3 separate regions of the Mus musculus genome follow, and all the other regions are linked to region 3. A link is a contact called in public HiChIP or PLAC-seq data. All regions are on one chromosome and are shown on one strand. The core of a region is the stretch at or near the end of the contact, and the rest is flanking DNA. Distances in the headings are between cores, read along the strand shown.

Region 1 (2,700 bases), core at 111-2,610, 190 kb after region 3:
AATCATGTGTGACTGTAGGCAAATTACCTTGTTCCTGTAAGCCTTATCTAGCTTACCTACAAAATGGGAGTTAAACTATTGGTGCTTGATACAAGGCTTTAAAAAATACAAAGTACTTTGGACACTCTTGACACAGACAAGCCGGCTACATTGTTATTATTAGGGCTACTTAGAGCTTGGCTGCCATGGTGGTCCTTCCAGCTTCCTCTTCTCTTAGGCCTGCACGTTTGCCTCCTGCTTGGCAGGCCAGGGAGTTGTGGGGATTTCTGCAGCAGGAAGCTTATGGGGTGATTCCACCGTTCCCCAAACCAGCCTCTTGTTCAGAGCAAGTCTCCCCTATCATGGTATATGCTGAGTTGATGGGCTCTCCCTGGTGTGCAGGGTAGGAAGAAAAACAGCTTGATCCACCCTCAGATTTAATCTCCCCTGCTACCGCACACACCCATGGGCAAGAGCTTCCATATTCTGGAGCTCCGGACCCAGACTCCGCCTTCTGCCCTCTAAACCCCCAAGCCGGGCACTGAATAGCCATCCCCTGCCTAGGCCCCCTCTGACAGGAACCTGTCTGCACGTGCACCCATGCCTGCCTGCCACGTGGGCCTTCCCCTGTTGCAGGCCCCCAAAGCCCATGCTGTGACTCCCAGGCGACAGGCATCCTGAGTGCCTGTGAGCATCCCTGAGCTTGCAGCTCCCTAGAGGCACGTGGCCTGCTGGGCTTCCCTCTGTCCTGTCTCCTCCCTGCCTTTTTTTTTTCTTCCTCTGCCTTGCTGCGCGCACACACACACACACACACACACACACACACACACACACACGTATTTCTAGTTTTGCCAGGCTTGGGTCTCCCTCGGAGAGGTGGAACTCGAAGTCCCACCCTTCAGCTTCATCATGGAGGCCCCAGGGGATTTTCCATCTCTGGCTGGCTTTCAGTTCTCTGTTGTGAATTGGTCTGGCTACCCAAGGAAGGGGGTTTAAAAAGCATGAGAAAGATTTGTTCAAAGAGGGTCTCCAGCCCTGAGCGCTTGTCCAAATCCTTCCCTTCCTGCTGGTGCTAGGGTGACTCAGTGTCCTCAGTCCGTCTGTCCCTGCGATTTCCACAAATGAAAACAAAGGAGTGCACGGACTTAGAGCTCTCTCGCCGTTCTCCTGGGCTAAAGCTCGCGCTGTCTACCAGGCCCAGGAGCTGAGGAAGGAAATGGTGGAGGAAGTTGCTCCCCTTCTGGGTGCTGGGTGAAAGTGAAAGAAAGGGAGGGGGCCTCCAGTGAGTCAAGCGGCCAGGCTGGCAGGCAGGCAGGCCAGTCCGGGAGGGAGCCCGGGCTGGAGCTGCGGAAACGTGCGGAGCAGCGATAGCACGGAGAGCCTGGGAGGAGAACCGGGGCTCGGTGTGGGCGGGGCTTCTCGTGGGCAGGACTTATGACGCCAGGTCTGTTCTTTGCTGCTGGTTTTCTGGGAACTGCCCCACCTGCTATCATAATCTCTGTGGTATCTGAGCCTACCAGGATCTGCAGATTCATCCTTGCCCACCTCTAGCCTTTCCACCTTAGTGACCCAGGGTCAGAGTCTTGGCAAAGAGGTGGGCTTGTATACCTCCTACTCTTACCAACTTCCCAGAGGGAGACAAACTAACTAAACAAATAAACAAAATTTTATCTGAAGAACAAAAACTTAACAACACAGCAAGCAGCTATGCATGTTGTAAAATACAGGCCTGGATTCTATTCTGTAGCAATGTCAGTGTAACTGTCACTTTAGACATCAGCTTAGAGTGGGGTGGGGAGTCTGGCTCACTTGTTCAACATGTGCTTAGCATGAATAAAGCCCCTATCCCAGCAACACCATCCTCAAAATATGGCAAAGCAAAACAACTGAACACTTTCCATCATAGGCAGTCTCGAGGGCCTGAGGTCTAGAACTCTGCACCGTTCCTATTTGAGTTAGACTCTGCTCTGGCTAGGCACTCTTTAACAGTGGAGGGGACGGCGGTGGTAGCCAGCAACAGCTGCTGACCAGCTACTAGACTAAATTGGGCCCACATCCAGCCAGGGTTGCAAAACAGGTTCTGTGTTAGTTTGAGAAAGATTTCAGCAGCCAGAGCCCCACCCAGCAACTCTTCCCAGGGGTGGGGCCTCACCTACGTGCTTCGGCATAAAAGGCTGCAAGCCTAACTCTATGGGCCCTGTGGGCTTTGCAAGAGCCTGGTGTGACAGAGGATGGGTGGCTATGCTGGGAATAGTCCCTGTCCCCTAACTTGCTCTTCTTTAGGTGGAGGGGAGCAGTGACCTTAGGGGAATTCTTCTGGGTCTGGAGCTATTGTGTAGACAGTCATGTGGGAAGGAACAGACCTGGGCTGCACTGTGCCCCAGCCTAGTTTATAGTTTAATAGGACAAGGTTCTCAGTTTGGCTTTTGCTTTCCCTTTTCCCCGTTTGACTTGGAGCTTAGGCAACATGTCAGCCCCACTTGGCCCCTTGGTCTGTGTCTTTAGAGGGTTCCGAGTTACACAACCAAATGCAGCAGACGAGAGTCTAGCCAGGAGGTGGTGGGACAGGAAGAGCGAGGACACCTGATCCTGCTGTCTTGCTGGCAGCTGCCCCATGATCCCTGGCCCCCATGAGTGACTTGAGGCAGGGGGACACTGGTGCTCATATCTAGGGGTCACGTGGCTAACACTGTCACTGGTTTTTCCTCTGCAGGCTCCAGG
Region 2 (2,700 bases), core at 33-2,532, 170 kb before region 3:
TTGGGCACACCTAGCCCCGGGTGCTGTGTTTGTCCCTGGGTCCTCGAGGCTGGATCTTCCATGTTTCCTGCACTCTTGTCCCCTTACTTAACCTTCCAACCCTGCCACCCATCTCTGCTTCACAGGCTCGCAGTCCTCCCCGCACCCAGAGGCACCTCCATCATTTCTCCTTGACGTGTCTACTTTCATTTTCCTAGGACGAATCATTTGACAATCGCCGGCCCATATTTCTAAGCTCTCTGGGTCTTGCTGTGCGATTTTCCTGTCCTCTCTGGGGTTGGTAACACCAATCATCCGCAGGTTTCATTAGCATGCTGTTTACCCCAGTCTTTCAGATCATTAATGAAGACATGAAGTGAGCCACCAATCCTCACAGCCCCCCCCCCCCCCCCCCCCCGCCTGTGCTGGAATCATTATCCTTCCTGGTGTGACAGGGTCAGAGCCAAACCAATTTGCATCAATCTTTGGTAAGATTGGAGAGTGTCGCCTGCACTACAGTCCTCCCATAGTCACAACTGCCTCAGCCATCCTCCCTTCTGGAGTGCTCCCCTCTTCCTTTGGAGGGATCATCGGATCCAGCCACCCCTCTCATCTGGCTGAAAGCCTCATAGCTATGGTAATGGCCAGGCAGGACTCAGAGCTACACAAGTCCGCCATGTTGCTCTCTTTGTGACTTGACCTTTTTGGTAAACACATTCTGGCAGAGGAGGGGAGCAGATGTGGCCACCTTAGGATTTACTATTCTCATCTTGTCATCTGTTTCTACTGATGTATGGGTCAAACCTCCTCAGGATCCCCCAGAGCCTACCCAGGTGTCGGGGCTTGATGCCCCAGGTTGGGGTTGGCTGTTATGTCTCAGGACAAGGCCTAGTCTTCCTGCTTCTTTCCTGTCTTTTCCACCAGACACCTCATCTTGCAGAGACCTGAGTTGGAGTCCCAGGACCCATGTAAAAATCCAGGCCTAGCGGGGCATGCCTGCAGTCTCAGCACTAGGAAGGTGGGGACAAGATTCCTCAGGCTTGGAGAAGCAATGGAGAAAGACATCCAACAGTGCTCTCTGACCTATGCACAGGCAGACATGATCACGTGCACACACACACACACACACACACACACACACACACACTCTCTCTCTCTCACTCACTCAAAGGTGGAGGCAAAGCAACAGTGGCAGATGGGGCAGGAGGCTAGGATGAATGAAGAGCTCTGGGGTTTGCTTCCCTCTGAGCCACCCCATATTCTGTAGACTATTTCTGGCTCTGGGCTGGCTCACATGCTCATCACTCTTCTAACTTGATTCTTCCCTGCTGTTCCTTTGTGTGGAGTTAAGAGCTCAGGCCGCTGTCCCTGAGGCTTGGCTGCATCCAGGAAGGCACCAGGATGTGACCTTCAGCCTCATTTGACCTGAGACCTCAGGCTGGTCAGGCCAGGCTGCTCTCTGAGGGTGGAGGCTGAGGCCCCAGTGGGGCCTGTTAAGCCCTGAGAAGGGAATGAGAACCTGACCAAGCTCATACCTGGAAAAGCACCCGGAGCACTGTGGAGGGGTATGGAGCAAGGACCAGGGACATAGAATAAAGCAGGAAATGCATTCCAGGGTAGTGACCTGAATAACATCGATGCTCAGAAACTACCAGGAGGAAAAGCTGTGCCATGGTGATTTGGCATCATGGGAAGCCAGTGCCAGCTCAGAACCCTGCCAAGGTCATGGAAAATACTTCCCTCCAAGTGGTTCTCAGCATTGTCTGCTGAGTCAACCACTGCATTTCCCAAGTACCCTTGCTAGCCAGAGGTTACTTCACAAAGTGGAGGCTGCGGGGGAGGGGTGGAGATGGTACTCGGCACTAATTACTCCAAGGCTACCGTATTTTTCCTGAAAGTGTCAATAATTTTAACAAATGTGAGCAGGAAAAAAAAAAGGCACCAAGTCCTCGTTTAGTGGCCCTGTCAGGTAGCCATACAACGGTAAGATATGCCCTGCACTGATTCCCACATGGGGCAAGGACACACCTCACGACTCCAGCAAATTCCAGAAGTGTTATTTGCTACAGTGGGAGACTTAGCACATTTGGACTTAACATTTGTTACCATGGTGTCTCACACAGGGATGGTGGAAAAACAGTCACTCTGAGACTTTTGGCGCCTTTGATTCTATATAATTGAGCACTTTCTGGTTACGGGAGGTCACTCCCAACAATATCACATGTAGATCAAAATGAAGATGGAGAAATTCTGTTTAGAACTTGAGTTTCAGATACCCCAGGAAACTCTCCTTACATCCTTTGACCCTGGCTATGATTAAGTTTATCACTGTATCACCCCAAGTGTTCCTGTTGGAAATGGGTTGCAATCCTGGAGGAATCAGAATGTCCTTTATCTACCAGCCAACCTTCTGAGTCACACAGAATACAGCCAGTTATGCGTGGGCAAATAGGCTACGTGTGTGTGTGTGTGTGTGTGTGTGTGTGTGTGTATGTGTGTGTGTGTTTAAAGAGATCATCCAAGAGAGACTGGGGTCAGTCCACAGGGGAAGAGGCAGACATGAAGGTGACAGGGTTCAAACGTAAGCGAGCTGAGGAATGGAGCCTCTGGCAGGCCATGTGCTCGTCGAGGGTAGACTCTCACTCAGGCTCTGTGTAAATTCTCTTTGACATGGTGGTAAGAACCTCACTGCAGGTCTGGGTATGGAGGTCTGGGTGTCGT
Region 3 (2,700 bases), core at 139-2,638:
AGAAAAAAGGCAGCAGATAGTGCTGTCAGGGTCAGGAGAAACCTGAGCATTCATCTACTGTCAATGATAACATAAACTGGGGCACTCTCTCAAAGTCTGGCAGGTCTTCAAAACATCAGCATTGCCACATAACCCAGAGATTTCACTAGAGAATAGCCTCGAGATGATCAACACTGTTCACACCAAAGTTTGCACACAGAATGTCCCTACTAGCATCATTCCTTTACAGGCCAAAAGTGAAAACCAAGCATACTTTCAACACAATTGAGGATGGCATCAGCTCTCAAAACAAAAGCTGTCTGATACAGACTCCAACCTGGATTAACCTTTAAAACAGAGTATATCTCCAACTACATAGAACTATCCGGAAAAGGTAAATCTATAGACAGAAAGTAGGAGAGTCTGTAGGGCTGAGAAGGTGAGCAGAAGTGTGGAGAGTGACATCTAATGAATTCCAAGTCTTTTTTTATTTTTTTGCTTTTTGGTTTTTTATAAAGTAAGGAAACGGTAATAAAACTTATTGTAGGTACTGAATAGCTCTGCAAAAATACTAAAAACTCATTGGACTGTACGCTTTAAGTGGGAGCACTTATAACTAGATGAATGTTATCTTAATAAAGCAGCTTTAAGACCAGGAGTGGGGGCGCGGGCCTTAATCCCAGCACTCAGAAGACTGAGGAAGATGATCTCTGTGATTTCGAGGTCAATCCGATCTACCATCCGATACTACAAAGCCCGATGCCTCTCGAGGTGCTCATAAACAATCCTGGACAGTTCTCAAGGGTCAGACTGACTTAGAAAGGCCCGCCCACTTGTGATCCCGCAGAACCCATGCCATTCCCGAGGACTCCCCTGGAAGGACAGTGAGCAAAGCACCAGGTCAGGCACGTTAGGTGTCTGGACAGCGTCCCGACCTCCACTGTGAGTACCGTCCCTCCACAGCCCAGATCCTCCAGCCCGCGGTCGAGATGCACCTACCTAAGGCACAAGCCATGGCAGAGCCCACTAGGCCTCCTCCTGACACCACCACGTCGTACACGGTGTCTGCCGAGGAGCCCGCCCATCGCTGGCTGGCAACTAGCGGGCCTCCTCTGGCTGCGAGCTGCGCGGAACTCCACCAGCGAACGCAGAGCAAGCCTGCCATGGAGCCAATGCGGGCCGCCATAATGACTCCTGCCTGCGCCCGCGCCCGGGACTTCTCCCTGATAGGTCCTGGAAAGTGCTTCCGGGGCAGTCGTCAACCTTGTGTGGTTTTAGCCCTGTCTTCAAAACCGGAAATAAAATAGTTGAAGAAAATTATCCAATCAGAAGACGCTCTTGCCTCATTGGGCGGAACAGACTAAAGACTGGAAGCCAATCCAAGGCTAAAGCCATGAAGGGGCGTGGCTAGCAGTACCTAACCGCCGGCGCCGCTGTCACGGTTGTCACTGCTGCTTTCACCTCTGCTTCTCTCTCTCTCTAGTTAGGAAGATGACTGTGGGGAGGACTGCGGGAGGTCCTGAGTGCGCCGAGTGGAGCCGTGAGGTGAGTGGAGAAAGGAGGAAGTCGGATGCCTCAGCAAGGAATCCTCAAGAGTGGAAACTGTTTAGCGTTGCCGTGGAGACAGAGTCAGGGGCGTGTCATCAAAGGGCGAAGAATTAAAATTGGCAGCGCTTGGGCACTTAGAGAACCAGTCTTGGGGGACGTGGGTCTTTTGTGTCTTGTACCAGGCTCTGATATCAGGAATCGTACTAATAACAAACCACGAATTAACCTTGAAAATCTTAAAAGCGATCTCTATCTTAATATGATTATCCAGAAAAGGCAAATCTAGGGGGCGCGTCATTGCATGGGGCTGAGGTGAGGAGAAACAGGGAGAGACTTCTAAAAGGGCTGAGGAGGTGAGGAGAGACTTCTAAAAGCTTCCAAGGTTTTTGTTGTCGTTTTAGAGTAAGGAAAACGCACCGAAACGCAGCTCTTCAAATATATTAAAATTCATTAAACTGAATGTGTTTAATGTGTTGTATCCTCTCAAACCCATTTTCTAGAAAAGAAAAGAGATGGGTTAAGCAATTTGCCCCGAAATCTCTGAAAACAGAAAGTAGGCTGGTAGTTGCCTAGGGCTGACAGGTTGAGAGGAAGATGTGGGAGGGTTAAGGGATATAAGTGACAATTAAATGCTACACTGGTGCTTCAGAGCAGAGATTCTCAATCTGTTTCACCTAAGATCATCCTGCATATCAGATATTTACCTTACAATTCATAACAGTAGCAAAATTACAGTATTAACAATGAAAATGACTATGGTTGGGGCTCACCACCACATGAAACACTGTATTAAAGGGTCGATGCATTAGAACAGTTGAGGACACTGCTTTAGAGGAATGGTGAAAATGGTCTGACTTCTACTGTGATTGCTAGATGACCCTGGCTGTTTTAGAAACTGGAGGAGAGTACGCTTTGAATGGCTCACTTGTACACTATGGACATTGTGTTTCAATAAAGTTGTTTTTAAAACGAAAGAGCCAGCATTATGGCTCAAACTTGTAATCCCAACAACTCAAATTACTAAAGCAGAAGGATAAGGAGTTCAAGGTCGCCCTTTGACCCTGTCACAACAGAGAGAGAGGGGCAGGGGAAGGAGAGAGTTTTGCTCTAGATCACATGTTCTTCAGCAGCAGAGCTAGGGTTAGAGCACACACTTATCTCTAACTCAGATGG

Evidence for each region. HiChIP or PLAC-seq counts read pairs in DNA pulled down with a chosen protein or histone mark.
Region 1: a contact with region 3 is called in an H3K4me3 HiChIP or PLAC-seq map of pro-B cells, with 4 times the contacts expected there. The contact joins the enhancer-like site here to the promoter of Fam161b in region 3. A contact is called at or near these places in 1 of 39 promoter capture datasets (hippocampal neurons), 2 of 484 Hi-C or Micro-C datasets (CD4 T cells and embryonic stem cells), 3 of 115 datasets of contacts at active chromatin or transcription factors (embryonic limb bud, embryonic stem cells and pro-B cells) and 4 of 9 other capture datasets (adipose tissue, embryonic stem cells, liver and 1 more).
Region 2: a contact with region 3 is called in an H3K27ac HiChIP or PLAC-seq map of embryonic stem cells, with 12 read pairs. The contact joins the enhancer-like site here to the promoter of Fam161b in region 3. A contact is called at or near these places in 3 of 39 promoter capture datasets (embryonic stem cells, liver and stem cell-derived epiblast-like cells), 4 of 115 datasets of contacts at active chromatin or transcription factors (bone marrow-derived macrophages and embryonic stem cells) and 4 of 9 other capture datasets (adipose tissue, embryonic stem cells, liver and 1 more).

The regions. Positions count from the first base shown.
Region 1 is chr12:84,174,416-84,177,115 of GRCm38.p6, reverse strand. Mideas (mitotic deacetylase associated SANT domain protein) reads left to right here. Exons shown (of 13, transcript NM_001163501.1): 2 at 2,693-2,700. Among named protein-coding and RNA genes, the nearest start is that of Gm40475, 13 kb to the right of the region's middle. RefSeq lists an enhancer at 373-1,425. Within about 2 kb of position 1,360, at least 414 of the 459 cell types and tissues checked have an H3K27ac peak or open chromatin away from gene starts, as enhancers often do. A contact at or near this core is called in adipose tissue, embryonic limb bud, embryonic stem cells and 4 more, where this site is marked.
Region 2 is chr12:84,532,948-84,535,647 of GRCm38.p6, reverse strand. No RefSeq gene overlaps it. Among named protein-coding and RNA genes, the nearest start is that of Vsx2, 36 kb to the left of the region's middle. Within about 2 kb of position 1,282, at least 17 of the 459 cell types and tissues checked have an H3K27ac peak or open chromatin away from gene starts, as enhancers often do. A contact at or near this core is called in embryonic stem cells, where this site is marked.
Region 3 is chr12:84,360,516-84,363,215 of GRCm38.p6, reverse strand. Fam161b (family with sequence similarity 161, member B) reads left to right here and starts at 1,388. Exons shown (of 9, transcript NM_001358283.1): 1 at 1,388-1,524. The coding sequence starts at 1,471. Coq6 (coenzyme Q6 monooxygenase) reads right to left here and starts at 1,248. Exons shown (of 12, transcript NM_172582.3): 1 at 979-1,248. The coding sequence starts at 1,165.